Regions from separate parts of the Zea mays genome. Here all the other regions are linked to region 1. The links are chromatin contacts, called in public Hi-C maps. All regions are on one chromosome and are shown on one strand. The core of a region is the stretch at or near the end of the contact, and the rest is flanking DNA. Distances in the headings are between cores, read along the strand shown.

What was found. A called contact is a pair of places that touch in the nucleus more often than the background predicts.
Region 2: a Hi-C map of bundle sheath shows a contact between it and region 1, with 4 times the contacts expected there. The contact joins the promoter of LOC100191921 here to the promoter of LOC100501270 in region 1. A contact is called at or near these places in 7 of 25 Hi-C or Micro-C datasets (bundle sheath, ear, endosperm and 2 more).
Region 3: a contact with region 1 is called in a Hi-C map of bundle sheath, with 2.7 times the contacts expected there. The contact joins the enhancer-like site here to the promoter of LOC100501270 in region 1. A contact is called at or near these places in 5 of 25 Hi-C or Micro-C datasets (bundle sheath, endosperm, leaf and 1 more).
Region 4: a Hi-C map of ear shows a contact between it and region 1, with 4 times the contacts expected there. The contact joins the enhancer-like site here to the promoter of LOC100501270 in region 1. A contact is called at or near these places in 8 of 25 Hi-C or Micro-C datasets (bundle sheath, ear, endosperm and 2 more).

What each region holds. Positions count from the first base shown.
Region 1 is chr6:61,500,413-61,503,088 of Zm-B73-REFERENCE-NAM-5.0, reverse strand. LOC100501270 reads left to right here and starts at 1,329. Exons shown (of 43, transcript XM_020539145.2): 1 at 1,329-1,654; 2 at 1,727-2,045. The coding sequence starts at 1,784.
Region 2 is chr6:61,988,755-61,991,430 of Zm-B73-REFERENCE-NAM-5.0, reverse strand. LOC100191921 reads right to left here and starts at 1,332. Exons shown (of 12, transcript NM_001137345.1): 1 at 896-1,332; 2 at 433-587. The coding sequence starts at 552.
Region 3 is chr6:61,836,871-61,839,546 of Zm-B73-REFERENCE-NAM-5.0, reverse strand. No RefSeq gene overlaps it. Among protein-coding and RNA genes, the nearest start is that of LOC100191921, 150 kb to the left of the region's middle. Within about 2 kb of position 1,301, at least 18 of the 20 cell types and tissues checked have an H3K27ac peak or open chromatin away from gene starts, as enhancers often do. A contact at or near this core is called in bundle sheath, endosperm, leaf and 1 more, where this site is marked.
Region 4 is chr6:61,770,874-61,773,549 of Zm-B73-REFERENCE-NAM-5.0, reverse strand. No RefSeq gene overlaps it. Among protein-coding and RNA genes, the nearest start is that of LOC100191921, 220 kb to the left of the region's middle. Within about 2 kb of position 1,354, at least 10 of the 20 cell types and tissues checked have an H3K27ac peak or open chromatin away from gene starts, as enhancers often do. A contact at or near this core is called in bundle sheath, ear, endosperm and 1 more, where this site is marked.

The DNA.
Region 1 (2,676 bases), core at 80-2,579:
ATGGGTCATACGAAAAGCATGACTTATTATGATAGATTGGTAGTTTAATCCTCTTGTTGCTCAACTTAAGCCTGGTACATGCGTGTGCTCTGGAGTCTAGATTCTGGCCAATCAATGTAAGTCATCAGATTAGCCTGTTTGGCGAGGCAGGCGAGTAGGCGACCATCCAACCATCTGGCCGATAGAGCGTTTGTTTTAACTTAAAAATCAGATTATGATGTCAGAATCGGTTTCTGATAGTTAAACTTTTCGTTTCTCAACCTATTTTTAGTGAAAATTTTCATATATCTTAAATTTTATGGACTCCTTTATCTTTCTTGGCAACCTAAGTTTTGTAATATGTAGATTTCTCTATAATCAAATTCTCCCAATCCAGACTTGAAAAAGCTTATCAGAAAAAAACTTAGAGTGTATTTGGTTGAGCAGGAGAAAAATAGAGTGGCTTTATTTTCATCATTTTAGATGTTTGGTTTTCAACAAAAGATGAGCGAAATGATTCCTGAAGTCTACATATGAAAATTTAATATAAATAATTGAAATGCTTCCACTGCACAAAAGCAATTGGACTTGAGGGCTCTTTCGAATGCGAGCGCTTTCCTCCCTCTCCTACTCTCTACACTTATTACGGATCTCCAACCAAACATAGAACGAGGTGACTCTGCTTTATTCTACTTTTCAACTAAACAAAGATTGGAAGATCTTTATTCTATTTAACAAACATAGAGATAATCTATTCTAATTGACTCTTCAACCACCGCACCGAAGAGAGTAGAGGTTCACACGAAAGTCCAGCCGGACACCGCGGCTCCCACCTTGCCTCTCGCCGCGGCCCCGATCCCTCGCGGTGAAACGGAGTTATTACGGAGTTTTCTGACGGCAGTAACACACGCTACTACGTTCTGACGACTCGCCGACACCGGGCCCGAGAAACTAGCTGAACAAAAAGCGTAAGCCTTGTAATTATTTCGGTACGCAAAAAACGCAGCCCTTCACAGTTGAGTATTGTTGGGCACAGCCGCACAGGTCCAGCGCTGCAAGGTAAGGGCATGTACAACCTAGACACTGTTGCACGGTACTCCAAGTATAAGACATAACTAAAACACAACATAATACAGTGAGTATGTCTAAAACATGTGTCTTACCATATTTATTGTACCAATCAGATCATTCAATAAATTAAAATGACCAATCAGCTAATCTCCTGTCTCGAACATAGAGCTAAGACACTATGTCTTCGTCAAGATACATGTCTTGAGTTTTTTTACAATCACCCCCCTAGACACACTCGAAGACACAACTCAAGACACCCATTGTACATGCCCTAAGATGACTGAAGGCGCGATGTGTTCCAACGGTCCACCTCGACCCTCGGCTCACCGTCCAGACAGAGCAACCGCCTAACCAAGATGCGGAGCTCAGTGACCAACCGGCCCGACGGCTATGATCTTCTTCGCGCCCCGCTTTCCCTTATAGAGGACCATCTGAACCGTTGGATCGAAGTATAAATAACGACGGACACGCAAGACCGATCCCTCTATTTGTTCGCACGTCTCTCGTGTCACCTCCCCCGTTTGTTACCCCGAGAAGGCAAGCCGAGGCGGAGCCGGAACGGGAAGGCGCCGAAGCGTTCGCGGTCGCGGCTTCGCGATTTCGGGTTTGTTGTTCGTTCTCTCTCTCTCCGTCCGAACCCCCCATAATCTCTGGCGCTAACCCTAGCCCAATGCAGCAGGAGGATCGCCTTTGAGAGCTTGCGCTGGGTGGTGGTGGTGGAGCGGCGGCGAAGATGACGGCGCCGCGCGGTGGCGGAGATGAGCCGCCGCCGTCTTCGGCTGCGGCGGGGCACGCCGCGGGGAACGAGCCAGTGACGCCGACTTCCGCGCTCGTGTCGGGACTCAACCGCCGCGGGTCGAGGGGTGCGGGCATGGCCACCTTCTCGATGGAGGTCTTCGACAACGAAGTCGTCCCATCCACGCTCAACAGCATCGCGCCCATCCTGCGCGTCGCGGCCGAGATCGAGCACGAGCGCCCCCGGGTCGCGTACCTATGTATGTGCATTCTGCTCTCAGGAATTACTGTGGCGCACTCGCATGCAGTTTCGACGCGTTTGGTCTGATTTTTGCGACAAAATGAATTAATCGAACGCTCCCGATGAACTTTTAGCTAACCTGGTTATCTACTTTGAACTTTTTTTGTTCGTGCGTTTCGACAAGTTTATTCTGAGATTTTTGGGGGCACACATGCACGCCTTGGTTCGTGATTTTCGAAAAGGTTGTGCTGAATCGTTGTGATCATCCGTATCTGTTCAAACAAAGAGTTGACGTGTTTCTCTATGTTAGATGAACTCATGAACATATATTCATGAACATATATCTGAATTGATGAATGATGAATTGTGCTAATTTAATGTTACATTGACGTGGTTGTTGAAAATATAAGTATAATAATTTTTATTGTTAAATTAGTTTAAAATTAACTAAAAATTAATTATTATGTACATATTTTTTCTTCTGTTCTAGCTCGCTAGCAAAACGAGTCAAGTCGAGCTAACTCTGTGACTTGTTAACTTAACGAGTCGAGACGAGCTGGCTCATTATTCAGCCCTCTCTACAGACTTCTCTGGTTTTGCCACGTCTCCATGCTTCGGAAAGGAAATTTCGGAGTATGTTAACACCCGTA
Region 2 (2,676 bases), core at 83-2,582, 490 kb before region 1:
GTGTATATGTACATAGCGATTGAAGTATCAATGTTGCCATAACCACCACAAGCAATAACAAAAAAAGTTGTTTTCATGTGACCAATATCAAAACATTGCGAACATTAGTATCCATATAAGGAGAATTTTAATGGACAAGACATAGTGGTATATATTTATAGCAATTGGAGTAAAATAAAAACCGTCCTTTCAAGTAACTTGGGTAGAAAAATTATATCCATTGTATACATCAGAACTTTCGTTTTTCTCAATAACAAGAACAGGACAAGTTTTCTTGGAGCTCACACCAACTGCATCTCCTTTGCCTAAGCTAGATAAACAGAATTGCATCCTTTTATCCTGAACTAGAGTGTAGGGATGTACGAGGAACTCCAGTACACAGCATTGTTCAAAAACATAAAATGTTAACAGTAGCGCATGGCATATTCTTACAGTCACAACAGGAGAGCTAGAGGGTTCATTCCATGCTGTGTCTTCTGCAGGCCTGCTGTGATACTGCTCTTCCGAGATATTGTGGGTTGAGCCTCTAAAAAACTTGGTCAGCCAACCCATATTGCTCAAACTGGCAATAAAACAAGAGCTGTAATCTGAAATTAATGCCAAAATGTTGGGAAACGCAAAATGAAGGGTGAGATCAGAATGGATACAATTGAACCCCAGGAAACAAACTGCACCAGCACTTGGGTGCCAAGTTCAATCGTGTAAGTGTCAACAGATTATTTATCGTACAAATAGATAACCTACTCTAACAGTGCATTTGGATTAGATTAGTACGGAACCACGCGGACAAATCCGCAACTGAACTGAACCGAAGCGAGAAAAAGGATTTGATTGATAACTCCAATCACTACTGTATAGACTCTAGAATCCATCCAAGCACGCTGGACATGCTTACCACGCGACGAGACCGATCCAAGTCCGGATGGATCTCCGCTCCACGGCGCCCGTAGTGACGGGGGCGGGAGGCGGCTGGCGAAGCCTCTCCTAGAAGAGGGACCTGTCCCGTCCTGTAGCTGATGTACCCAGGTGCCGTCGGGGCGATGGCCCGCGCAACGAATTGCCAAGAAGAAACGAGTCGGCGAAGGAATCGGAGAGGAAATCGGGAGCGCGGAGGAAGTGGAAAGCAGGCGAGTAGGGAGCGAGGTGAGCGAGAGCGACCGAGCTCGAGCTGCGATCCTAGGACGAAATGACACCCTTTTTTGGTTCTTGAGGGGGGCGGGGAGGGGGATCGGGCTGGCCTCGCTTGCCTTTTCAGGCGATCTCGGCGAGGGGAAGAGGCGCGGTGGTCGGCGCGGGCGAGCCGATTGGCCGGCAAAGCCAGCTCGGGGCCGGGGTCGCGGCGTCAGGTGCCCACGGAGAGGAAGCAGGGTGGGGTAACGGGCCACGAAACCAAGGAAGGGAGAGGGGTGCACGCGGACACCACGAGACAAGTCCAAAACGGCTGCGGGACCAGGACCGGGACTCAGGATTCTCCTCAAGGTTACTTTGGTAACATCAAATACCCTTTGGGATTGAAAGAAACTAGGTTAGAAATAAACTAATTTCCTTTCTAATCTCATTAAATCCTGAAGATGATTTGGGTTTTCAAACTAGCCATCAGGTTTTTTTTCTCCTAGCAGAAAGGCCAGGATTGTATCATTTATGACAATTTATCACGTCTAAGATTAGATAAGTTTAATTAAATTAGACATATATTTGGTTTAGAGCCACCATTGTGACAAGATTTTACGCCTCCTGCCTGGGTCTCACTTGTCAACTACTTGTAAAAGTATGGTAAGATTCCCTTAGATGTGATAAATTGTGACGTAGAATTTGAGCGCATAACCTTAGACACATTAGAAAAGTGTGTCATAAAAATGTGGCAATTGTTGGCAACTTAGGTATAGAACCAAACAGGCTCTAGGAGCGCTTGAACTTGTCAGTTTGTCACATTGATGTGCATGTGCTTACGATCCGGAGAAACAATCTCTCTCACGCTCAATCTACTCGAACAATAGACGACTATGATTCTATGTCTGATATTTTAATCTTAAAGAACTGTAACACCCTGAATTTGGGGTATAAAATTTTGTAACACCCCTGGTGTTACTGGCACTAAAACTTGAGCATGGCATCATATGCACTGACATTTCATTTTGTTTGTAACACCTAGAATGCATCCACTAGGTAAAACTTCAAAACAAGTGGGATGTAGTGACTTGGAGTATTCCTAACTCTAGGGTAGGGTACTCAACCCTGGGATTAGGGCATATGGATAAAGGTGAAGCCAAAATGAGTAATACCTCAAAAGTCATTAGAAATATTCATAAGGTATCAAGTTTGATGGATTTGAGTGGCACAAAAATCCTAGAGTGCTCAAAACTCTAAAAAGAACCCTAGAAAACCCTAATTTGTACCCTAGGGGTGATTTCAAATTCCAAACACTTTTAGACCAAAATGTAAATATCAAAGTGGTAGAACATCAAAAACCAAGCAACTTTTACATTGGAGGATTTTCAAGTAATGGGGCAATTTGGACTTAACTGTAAAAGTCCCAAGGACACCCATGTGTTGAACTCTGAAATTTCAGTGAGATTAGGCTGACTTTGGAGCCTTGTATTTCTTAATTCATGAGGATTTTGCACTAGGTCAATACATCAAACTTGTAGATCTATGATAGGAGTACAACTTTGATTA
Region 3 (2,676 bases), core at 52-2,551, 340 kb before region 1:
ATTAGTACGACATTAACCAAAATATAATAAAAAAAAGACATGACGTGAGCTAGTATCAGCCAAAAGGAGCATCACGTACGTTTACCGAACGCATAGTACACCTCTACATCTAGCGGCTGCCAGAGTCGTCCGCTATTTTAGAGAACACAATAGCGGACCTTGTTGGAAGGTTTACAGACAGCCAGAAACGCTAAATATACGGTACCGGCTCCTTTAGCGCATGCTGCTGGAGGCAGCCTTACCACCTTAACACTGTGCCACTTCCAGCGGGTCCCACGTCGCCAGTCACTTTCGCGCTCACTGCACTCGGGTCCCACCATCCTGGTCAGTCGCGGTGATTGCTTGGTGGGCCGACACTGTCAGCTCCTTCTCCTCTGGCATAGCAGACCTCGCGTGCGCGCTGGGGAGGGCAGCGCCGTGGATTCCGCGTGGAATTCGTGGGCCTGTGTCACCCGAAACTCCCTCTTCCTGTGACCGTGCGGACTCCGTGGGTTGGTTACAACCACCACCCCGCTTTTCTCTACTCGACGCCTGAGGTCCTCTAGCTCCACATATAGTGGATTGAAAAGCCGAGGACGCCGTTCTCCCCTACCGCGTTTGACTCCTTTGATGCGGCGCTGTAGAAATCAACGCCAGGGTATAGCGAGACCGGAAGAGAGAGATCGAGTGCTTGTGGACGACGCCGTCACCGCACCTACATCGTGTTAGTTCGGTCCATCGCTGATTGGAGTCTTTGGGGCACGGCAAAACCATCTGCGGCAGCCGCAGGTGGCGCGTGGAACATCACCCTCGGTCGAAGGAGCCTCAATCACCGAAAGCCGGATGGGACTCGACCGTAGCTCGTGAGGATTTTCACGCCGTGTCTGATTTGTGCCATGGGGATTTTGCACCAGTGGGTCGGTGTCGTCGTCGGGCTGCCATGGATCACGTAGCCGCTGCAACGCGTTGACCGGATCATCTTTGCTCAGAACTATGGTAAGAAACCCTCCACGAGATCCTGCCAACCTCTTTGCGTGGCATAAGTTGGTTTTGAGTTTAGGTGTAGGGGCGATTGATTTTCGGGGACACTGTAATGGAGCCACCGCAGGGTGAATCTGCGCCGCTGGCTAGCTATACCCGAGGAAGAAGAATAGTGCTAGCCGTTGATCATAGGATAAACGGTTGGCATTAGATCTCAATCATCATTTCAGTCTTTTGATCTTGGCCATTAAAACTAGATCGGGCGGCTGAGATGGATTCCTGGGCGTGGGATGTTGTCGTTCGTGGATCACGGATCCTACGGTGGACAGAACATACCGGTTCGTTGTGGCTCGGATCTAATCTGAGTCGACCATTCCGTATCGGGCTGCCCTAGATGGAGAATACCTCTTCGGCCGTGGCATTTTCCTAAAGAGACCCTAGACTTGTAAGAAATGAACCCACCGTCCTGTAGAATAGTTCTGTGTCTTGGGAAAACTTGCACCGAGGCCCCCAAGTTCCTTTGTTTTCATGTGCGCAGTCCAGATAATAAGGAAAACCATATAAATAATATCAGAAATTGATTTTAACACTAAAATAATTCTAGGAACTTGTAAAATCCATATAAAATTTATTTTAGCGCCTTTTCAGTTTATTCCAGTTCCTATAATTTTGTGATATTATTGTTTATCAATTAGTACCACTATTTTGACATGAAAGTCACATTAAAATTTATATCCTATTTAATCTTGTAGAAAACACATAAAATCTTTAGAAATTTATAACTTAAAATCTATAACTCCGATTTGATCCATTCAATTTGCGTTAGTCTCTTACAAGTATTTACTACGCAGTAACAACATTTATTATACCATGTTTCAGTCTTTTATAATCAGATCTTTATTTAATTTATGTTGGTTAGACTTGTTAATTTGCTTAGCATTATAATATACTAAAATATGATCTATGGCCAATTTATAACTTAGATTAAAGTTGGGATAATTATTTATAGAATAACCTCTCATATGATTTACAGTAACCAATTTATAATATAGTTTAATATTTTAATCACACAGATGTTCTATAAAATCATAACTCCTTAGTCATGACTCCGATCTTAGTAGTTCTCGATCCCACGAGCTCGTAGCTTCGTGTAGATTATTATTATTCAGTTTGTACTTATGTTTGGTGTGATGTTAATTTTATCTATACCATGTTTGTTTGTATTGCTACGACTAGCAGTGAGGTCGCGAGGATCTGAAGAATCATCCTGGTACCTGGAATCTCAAGTGCCAGGCAAGTTGTGCCCTTGACCACTTTTCACCCAATAATGTTCTTTAATGTCATTATTCATGCATAGGTTTAATTTTGACGGGACCCAATATGTCACCCTAGTCTGTTTATCCATTTTACCTTGTTTACCCCTGAATCATTTGAGTAGTTTTGCTATTACTTTATATTGTTTTGGGTTAATATTTCATTATATCCATGTACCAATTATGTTGTTATTTTATTTATGTTCATGTCAAGATCATTATTATCTTTAATTGGAACATGGAGCTTAACTTGAGAAACACGTGCCACAACAAGGGTGGAATGGGACGCCCTTGGCTGACTAATTAGGAAAGCTAGTGGAAGACTACCTTACCCGAAAGGGGCAAGGGCAGTAGGGGAGTTGCATATACGGAGGTTCTCGGGTTGATTTTGCTGCGATGGCGG
Region 4 (2,676 bases), core at 105-2,604, 270 kb before region 1:
TCATATTTAGAGATTTCCAAGTTTTGTGGTGAAACTTGAAGTAAATTTGCAAAGGTCCATAAGCACCTCTACTCTTAAAGCCTAGAAAATGGTGTTAAAGAGCCAATTTCGGGCTTCTGTATTTCTCAATCCATGAGAAGTTTGTTGTAAGTCATTGTGAAAAATTGTAAAACTATTATAGTAGTGTAAATTTGATTAAGTAACTTAGCCCTAAAACTATATGGAACGTGGAGTAAAGTGTTCCCAAAGTCGAGCTGTCAGTCTTGGGGATATTCTAAACCTAAACTAACAGTGGTGCTAGTCTGACTTTGGATTCAAGTTAAAGATGATTCAGTGGGGTTAAGCCCAAGGTCTCGTGACAAAGTTGAAGACTATACATAGGAGTATAACTTTTCTAAAGTGAGGTTGGCGTGTTGTTATGTGGAAATAGAAGTGAAAGTGCCTCGAAGTGGCTCTGTCAGTCGGTCTGATGGGGAGCGGGGAGAAAGCATGGTTACTGCATTTGGTTATACTGAATCCGAGATTCAATGTCATTAAGCAAACTTTGGCGCCGTCGTGTGCTTAATTCGTGAAGAATTTCGGCATGGCTGATATACCAAAGTGGAAGAGCGTTGATTAGTGTACCATTTTGATTAGAACCGATTTGCAAATCGCTGCACAAATAAAGGAGTAAAGTTCATCTGAACTCAGCCTGGCTGGTGAGGTAGGGATCCGAGTTCAGTGCACTTCGCTGTGGATAAGAATGCCACCACTGCCACGTTCACTACTCGGGCTCGCGTGCGCGGGTAAAAATCTTCCGAGACGTGGCACATGTAACCATGAGGTGTCAGCGTTCGACCGAAGCATTCACCTGGGCGCTCGCCGTGGCCCTTACCCGCTCACGGGCTCGCCAGCGCGGTGAGAAAAACCCGAAGATCTTTTAAATTCAATCGGATTCCAGTAACCTCCCTATAAATTGAGCCCAAGCACTGCTTCCAGGTCCCCTTACGCACCTTAGAGCTAGCGCGAACCGACCAATTTCTTTGAGAAACTCCAGAGTATCTTCTTCCCCTCGCCGTCTTCAGCTCGGTCGTGGGAGACATCTCCGTAGCCAGGTAAGATAGGGCTAGTATTCTTTCAATTATGCCTTGTTCTGACTCCCTCTGGTGCTATCCGGAATACTCCGCCGTCTGGCATCTCGATGTGGCGACCTCTCTATTCTTTGTTCAAGCCATCCCACTACTGTTCCTGACTCCTGGTGAGTTCTTAATGCTTGCCATGCCTGCTAATTGAATTCTAACGCATCGTGTCTCCGGGACCGAGCCCAGCAAACCTCAGTGTCCGCCATGAACATGAGTAACCAAGGCCGTGGGCTGACATAACTCAATTATCCGTGGGGTAGGGGTCGGTTAGGCTCGGAGATGGGGCTTGTGTGTCACACCGGATTGAAGGGATAAAACCGGGTGCATTTTATATGTGCGCCAAGAAAAAACAACACATATAATAACAGAGTGCATACAGATAAATATCATAAATATCATAAATGTACTTATTACATAGCGGAAGTCTTATAAAATAAATGATAAAAATAAAACGAACTAAATATTATTTCCCTAGCGTCATAAAGCTTACTGTGAGATCCCACCTAGATCAAATCGAACTCCTCGTTATGCGACTCCTCTTCGACCACCTGTTCTTCTCCTGTGGGGGGTGTGAGTCCTAAGGGTGAGCTCACATATGTTCATCGCTTAACAAGTTGTGAGGAATAATGTGCACGAACTCACCAAAGGTGAGAATTCATGTGAAGTGTAAGGCTGATCAATAAAATAAAGGTTGAAACTGAGCATTGCTTTTATAAATTGATCAAAATTTTATTAACAGTTACTAAGTGTAAGTAAATACCAAACCATAGTAATAATAAATAAAAGTAATAATAAATAATCCCAATGCGACGCAAATGGCAAATTGAATTTAATTTCATAAATTAATCAAGTGAGTGTCCGGGCTGCTCATGACCATGAGCACGGCTAGTATACCAGTTTTACACCTCTACCAAGAAAGCGAGGCAGAGTTTCACTACGAGGCCTTTACAAAGTTCCACTAGCTTCAGAAAACCCGCTACAGTTTTGTCGGCGTTTCGAGACCGGGGGTCCCTAAGCCGACGAGTGAGTGTGCCGCGTGCCCCAGCCCAGATGGGTCGAGCGCGTGGGCGAGCGCGAAGGGGGGAAAGCGAGGTGGCCGGAGACGGACGTGAGAGAGGTGGAAATCCCGCGGCCTTCGTGTTCGTCCCGCGCCCAGGTCGGGTGCGCTTGCAGTAGGGGGTTACAAGCGTCCACGCGGGTGAGGGAAGCGAGCGGCCCCAAGAGAGCGCCTGTCCCCGTCCTCGTCCCCGCGCGGCCAACCTTCTCTAAGAAGGCCCTGGTCCTTTCTTTTATAGGCGTAAGGAGAGGATCCAGGTGTACAATGGGGGTGTAGCAGACTACTACGTGTCTAGCGGGGGGGAGAGCTAGTGCCCTAAGTACATGCCAATGTGGCAGCCGGAGAGATCTTAGCACCCTGCTGGCGTGATGTCGTGGCTGTCGGAGGTGCAACGGAGCCTGGCGGAGGGACAGCTGTTGGAACGGTTGTGTCCTTGCTGACGTCGCCCTGCTTTCGTAAGAGAGCTGAGAGCCGCCGTCGTCACGGGGCTAGCGGGGC